Regions from separate parts of the Mus musculus genome. Here region 2 is linked to region 1. The links are chromatin contacts, called in public Hi-C maps. All regions are on one chromosome and are shown on one strand. Each heading gives the region's core, a stretch centred on a gene start, on an enhancer-like site or on the middle of the called end of the contact. The rest is flanking DNA. Distances are from core to core; before and after follow the strand shown.

The links. Hi-C and Micro-C count contacts between places; a contact is called where the count stands out from the background.
Region 2: a Hi-C map of liver shows a contact between it and region 1, with 1.9 times the contacts expected there. The contact joins the enhancer-like site here to the promoter of Hipk3 in region 1. A contact is called at or near these places in 4 of 39 promoter capture datasets (3T3-L1-derived adipocytes, the C10 cell line, embryonic stem cells and 1 more), 5 of 484 Hi-C or Micro-C datasets (brown adipocytes, double positive thymocytes, liver and 1 more) and 10 of 115 datasets of contacts at active chromatin or transcription factors (the 230-238 cell line, CD8 T cells, the HPC-7 cell line and 5 more).

What each region holds. Positions count from the first base shown.
Region 1 is chr2:104,492,506-104,495,848 of GRCm38.p6, reverse strand. It overlaps Hipk3 (homeodomain interacting protein kinase 3), which reads left to right and starts at 1,360. Exons shown (of 16, transcript NM_010434.2): 1 at 1,360-1,901.
Region 2 is chr2:104,533,462-104,536,459 of GRCm38.p6, reverse strand. No RefSeq gene overlaps it. Among named protein-coding and RNA genes, the nearest start is that of Platr14, 24 kb to the left of the region's middle. Within about 2 kb of position 1,524, at least 7 of the 459 cell types and tissues checked have an H3K27ac peak or open chromatin away from gene starts, as enhancers often do. A contact at or near this core is called in 3T3-L1-derived adipocytes and liver, where this site is marked.

The DNA.
Region 1 (3,343 bases), core at 111-2,610:
AATGCTAAAGAATAAAGAATGGCTCCGACATTGCCCTCCTTTTGGATGTAGAGGGTAATCTCGAGCCTCTTCCGGTTCTGTCCATCTACCCGGCGCTGGCAATAGAGACTTGCATCACTGTGGCCATCTCATGCATACACCTTTTCTAAAAATCAGTCATTAGCTTTTCTACTTTAGTCTTCACTGTACTCCTATCTTGAAGAAAACACTGGTCACTGGAAAAAGGATTATCAGTGGCCTCGAGGGGATACCCTTTCCCCCTTTAAAGACATTCTACACAGTCCTAGTTTGAAAGGCAATAGGTAAAGGACTAGTATCTACCCAGCGAGTTGACCCTCCCTTTAGCCCCAGCTGCTGCAATGGAGAATATGTGTGGAGAAATAACATCGGCAAGCTCAGTCCTTCTAGTAAAGGAAGAAAGCAAAGGACATCTCCATTATAGAGACAGAGGTGCTTGCGTTGCGGAAACGTTAAATATTAGTTTAGAACCCAGACGAAACAGGTGGCAAAATAGGTTTACTGAATGATGGGTTGCTTCGAAGATAGATGCTTTCTGGAGAGATAGATGGAGGGGAGAGGGGTGGAGACTAAAGCTTTGCTCTTTAACCTTGCTCACGTCATCGAAACTTGTCTAAACCCTTGTCTTAGCATAAGAGTTTGGACTATGCATCAGTAAGATTCTTTCATCTCAAATTCCATGGTTCTATGGTTACGTGGGTGGAAATGGACCATTCTGTCGATTTCCTAGTTTCCAGGAGCGAAGAAACTAGCTTGGGTGTGGAACTAACTCGATGGAGAATTATCAACGTAGAGGTGGGCAGCTTCTCAACCACTGTGGTGGTGCACTTGGAAAACTTCCAAGAGAGTCCGTCCCTCATTCTTTGACGTGGTGTGACAAGTCTCCTGCTGTTTTGGAATGGGGGAGCGAGAAGGACCTATTTTAGGCTTAGATTATTCATTCTCTTTCTGCGTTTTTAGACTCCTAAGATGCCAAGAAACAGATTCTAAAGGGGTGGGAAGAGAATTAGGATGGGGTAACCTGGAAAGGCCTGTGGAATCCTGCTTCCGCATCTGAACCCCTTTGGGTATTAGGATTGTCCCTTAAATGTGTATTTTTGGGCCCGGAGTCAGGTTCAGAACTGCAGAGGAGGGCTGACGGAAGCCGTTCCTCTTGGAGGGGATGGCGTGAGAGCTCAGGGTTGGATCCGCGCGGGCCGCCTGGCGGGCTGCGAGCGTCAAGGGCGCGGCTGCAGGCGGACCCTGGGGAGGGGCTTCGCGGAGGCGCCGCGGCCCTACCCGAGCGGGGCCGCCCGGGCTCGGCGCTCAGAGCGGCCGAGCGGGCGGTGGCGCTGCGGAGGCGGCGGCCGAGGCCGGCGGGCGCGCGGAGGAGGGGCCCGATATCGGGGCGGCCTGCCGCAGCTGCCCGGGTGACGACTGCCGGCAGCGCGGCGCCCCGAGGAGTCCGAGCCGCAGGCCCCGGGCGACGCGGCCTCGCAAGCAGCCCTCGTCCTCGTCTCAACTCCGGGGAAATGGGCCCTCAGCACCGCGGGCCCTGCATCCCTTGTTGCCCGTAGGCCCCGGTGGCCCGCCGGCTTGTCACTGCCCCTCTCCCCAGTCGAGCGGTCCCCACCCCAGGTCCCCGGGAAGGAAGATGAGGGAGACGGGCCCGGCGATCGGCAGCCAGAGAAGCAGCAGCAGCGGTCGGGGGAGGGTGTTTCGCCGTTTCCTCTCAGCCGCCAGGACAAGATGGCAGCGGCCGCCGAGAGGGGCTGAGCCCCGGCTGGGTGGCGCCGCCTGCTGAAGCGCTTGGCTCCGGGTCCCCGCACGGCCCCCGCGACCCACCCCGGACATGCTCAGGGCTGCGGCCGCCCGAAGCGGGGAGAGCGCGGGCCTCTAGGAAGGTAAGGAAGCCAGGCAAGGGCGGGTAGCTCGGCGCCGTCGCGGGGCCTCGGGGGCCGGGGGAACCCTCGGAGCGACGGCTCTCCGTTCCCGCCCGGTTGTCCAGTGCGGCCGGCCCGGGCGGTTCCCGAAGGCCGGCGCCAAGCCAGGCCCGAGGAGGCCGTACGCGGGGACTGCGCGTGCTTTCCGCGCGCGCTTGGCGCAGCCTCCGGGAAGCCGCCCTGGCCGCGCCGGGCTGTCCGGGCCTTCCCCCAAGCCTAGGTTGCGCAACGGCTCTTCCCAGCAACCGAAGTTTTGTTTGGTCCCACGGGGGCCCCCCGTTTCGGCTCGGCGGCTCTAGGCCGTCACTACGGAGACCTCGTTCCTTTCATTGATGGGAGCGAAGACCAACGTGCACGCACGCCGCCGCCGGAGCGCCCAGCCCCGTGGCTGCGCCGCGGAGGCTTGGTGGCCCTGTCACCGGCGTCGCGGGGCGGCGGGTTTGGAGGGTGTCAACTCTGGAGACGTGCGTGCGTGTGATTGTTGGGGAGGAGAAATGTGATCCGAGGCTTCGCGTCCCCAGCGGCGGCGGGAGGAAGGCGTGGCGGCCGCGCGGCGGGGCTGTTGCCGGCTTCTCTCGTTACGGCGGCGGCGGCCCTCTTCCCTTCGCGCTGTGGGGAGACCAGCGGAAAGGACTCGGGACCAGAATGTCTGTTTTCCTGTCTGGGGGGAGACGGCTGTTGTAAAATGGTATGTGGATCTTGGGGGAAGCCTGTTGTTTCCCAGTCTTATCTGTGCTGGAGGAATTGCGCTGAAGGGTGTGTGCGTAAATTACCTTGGACCTGTTACAGAGTAGTCACAACATGTTCGGTCCTTGAACCGTGTTTTCACAACCTCTGGCTGGCCTGCTGCTGGCGAATTTGTTTTTCCACCTGTCAGTTCGCAGCTTATAAGGAGCTTCTATTAGCAGCAGCAGCAGCCGGTCCCCCCCCCCCCTCCCCGGCCCCCCTTAGGTTTCAGATTATGGCCCAGTTTACAGGGAAACTCATGGTTTTACGGGTCTACTTTGTTTTGGTTATCTCTCTGGTACACAGGGCTGGAAAAGTTAGCTGGAAAACCAGTCTTCGTTTCTATGTACCTCCGAGTTGTTTGGAGATCTGTTTTTTATTTTTCTATTTTAGGTCTCCCCCCCCCCCCCCCCCGTAAACTACAGCCTCTCAAATGGGGGTACTAAAAACAGTTTAACTTAATTTTCAGATTTTAATTGCCTGGTGTTTGAAAAATTTTTAAAGATTTTTTTCTTTCTGATCAGGTTATGAAAACATTTCTAGGTCTTTTTTGTTGTTGTTTACCGAGAAAAATACCTTAAATGTTTATCCACATTTACTATTTCAGAAACTGGGCAAGTCTCACCATATGTTTAATAAGTCTAGATTCTGCTTAGGTTTGCAAGTGCAGTGCTAAT
Region 2 (2,998 bases), core at 275-2,774, 40 kb before region 1:
CGAAGCTTCATTTTCAACCTCACCTACACACTGTTTAGCTGCCTCCCCCCTTCCTGAAATCAGGCCACAGCTCCCCTTTCGCAGGTCTCTCTCTGGGACAGAGTTGATAAGAAAGTGTGCTGAGCTGGAACCTTGTGGCACCCACCCCCAACCCCTTTCAAGACAAGGTCCAACTTTGCAGCTTTATCTAACCTGGAACTCAATATGTAGACTAGGCTGACCTGTGACCCTATTGCCACCCAAGTAGTGAGATTGTGGGTGTATGCCACCATGACAGGCTGAAAAACTATTTTAAAATCAACTCTCAGTACAGGTAACAAAAGTTTATATGAAAGTGTTCACCATACCTAGCAATAAACATGTTCTAGGTTAGGTTAAAATGTAAGCCCAGCATGAAGTCCAAGTAGGGTAGAAAAATGAGCTATGTAGCTTTGCATGAAACCTCTATGGGCAGAGTTTCATTAAGAGGTCCTATTTTTGACTTGACCCTTTGCTCTTTTTGGTGGGTGATGGGCCATGATGATTGAAACAGGGTCTCATTGTAGCCCATCCTGACCTGAAGTTGCTGTGTAGCCAAGAATGATCTTCAACTGTTGACTCTCCTGTCTCCATCTCTAGGTGCTGGGATTAAAGAAGGCGTGGGTCACCATGGGATGGCTACATTTGGCTGTCAGTTTTACTGCATCTGGAATGAACTACAATCCAGAAAGGGAGGGTACACATTTGAGAGATTTTTTTTCTTTGTTTGAAATGGGTGAATCTACTTCTAATCTTGACCTTTGGGTAGGAAGACACACACCTTTGATCCGGATCTTAAGGCTGGAAGAAACATATCTTTGATCCAGATCTTGAAGTGGAAAGACATACCTTAACTCTGGACCATATCTTCTGCTGAAAGTTAATATAAGGACATAAAAGGAGGAGGCCTTTGCTCTCTGCCTGCTTGTCCTCACCTTGCTAGCAGATCCATTTCTTCACTGGCATTAGAGCTTACTTCTTTGGGATTCTAGCATATACTGAAGACCAGCCAAGACATCTAGTGGACACCTTGTGGACTGAGCAACTACTGTTCTTAGACTTTCTGTCCACAGCTAGCCATTGTTGGATTAGCTGAACTATAGCCTCTAAGTCATTCCAATAAATCCCCATATATAGAGATAGAGATAGAGATAGAGATAGAGATAGAGATAGAGATAGAGGTAGAGGTAGAGGTAGAGGTAGAGGTAGAGGTAGAGGTAGAGGTAGAGGTAGAGGTAGAGGTAGAGATAGAGATAGAGATAGAGATAGATTTATTCTATAAGTTCTGTGAATCTTGACTAATACACAGCATTATTCCAGGCCTACTCTTCTTTTTCTTTTCCTATGAAAAAATCCAACCTTTAACACTATAAACTCTTGCAAACCTTTCTGCAATTTGGCATTAAATATTAAAAGTTATAAAATGTTTATAGCCTTTGACCCAGCAATCCCGGACCTTGGCAACACATTCTAAGAGAAACATTGTGAGCACACAAGACTGTGGCCTTAGTTTAACAGTTCTGTGTTAAAAACAGCCTAGATAAATAGCAAGAATAGCAAGAGGGACAAGTAAATATGGATTATTGTGCAACCACTAAAATTTATAATTAGGCAAACTATGTGGTAACTTGGAAAATAGCTCCCAAGATAATGTTACTTGAGGTGACTGGGAGACGCGTGTATACATGCCTCAGGATTCAACTATTTTAGTTTGCACTTTCAAAATGAGGAGACAAAAGGGAGATACAAGAGAAAATACAAACCATGTTTAGCAAGATTGTGGAGGTTTGGTTTCTTTTAAAACTTACTGTTATACTATTACTGTTTGTGTTATTTAAAAATAAGGAGGCGTTCTGGAAGCTCATCTCTGGTTTTGGGAGTTTAAAGGGTTTGGAAGAAATGATTCCGTCCTAGGTTAAAATGAGAGCTGGGGTGCCCTTAGAGGTGAATGGCTAAAATCATCATGGCCGCTGTGATTCACATGAGCATTTCCTCTTTTCTAAGCATTAAGTTAAGAGTGTTTTGTTTCTGTTTGAAAGCCTTATCTTCCTCATCTGTCTCTTTGGCCTCCTTCTTGGCCTATCTCAGGGGCTTCTTTTTGCTACCTTTGAGGCTCAACATGATATCTTCGGCGCCTTCCTCGGACCCTGATCCCAAGCCTTGGTGTCTTCTTGTGCTGAGACCCTCCCACTCTGATGCCAGGCAAACATAGTAGCTGACACTCTTCTGCTCCCACTTCCCTAGTGTTGGATTGTAGATCTGTGCCTTCACACAACTCACACTTGGTTTCTATGCCTATGTGGGCTTGAGGGGTCTCACAGACCATAGAATGGGCTCTGGGAAGGTAGGTTCTGGAGTCTATGAAGAGAGCACTCCTGTTCACTAAGTAGGGAGTCGGAAACTTCACAGAGCAGGACAACAAGAAAAAACATCCAGTGGAAATGGATATGACAGTCAAGCTCTTTGTCAAGACAGTTGATGGGATCTAAAAATGAATCAACAATAACCTCCTCATTTTTTAATAATATTTTTTATTACATCTGATCTATTTGTTTGTTTATGTGTCTGTTGGTTGAGTGTGGAAGCAAGTGGAGGTCAGAGGACAACTTGTGGAAGTCTGCACTCTCTTCTGGGCCCCAGGATTGAGCTCAGATCTCAAGCTTGCTGGCAAGCCTCTTTGCCTGCTGAGCCATCTTGTGGGCCTTCATTTGATGGTTTTAAGGCTACACGGAATGTCCTTGCTTGCAGAAATATATACTTAAGCATTGGAGTATATGGTATAGGGCATTGTGTTAGCATCTTACTGCTATGTGTGTGCATGTGCCTGTGTGTGTGCATGTGCGTGCTGTGTGTATGTGTGCTATTCACATGTATGCTTGAATTTGAGAAGGCCAGAGACTCTCAGGTATCCTGCTCGATTGTTCTTTGTTTTATTTTCTGGAGACAAGATCTCTCACTGGCCTGGAACTGTGCTGACAAT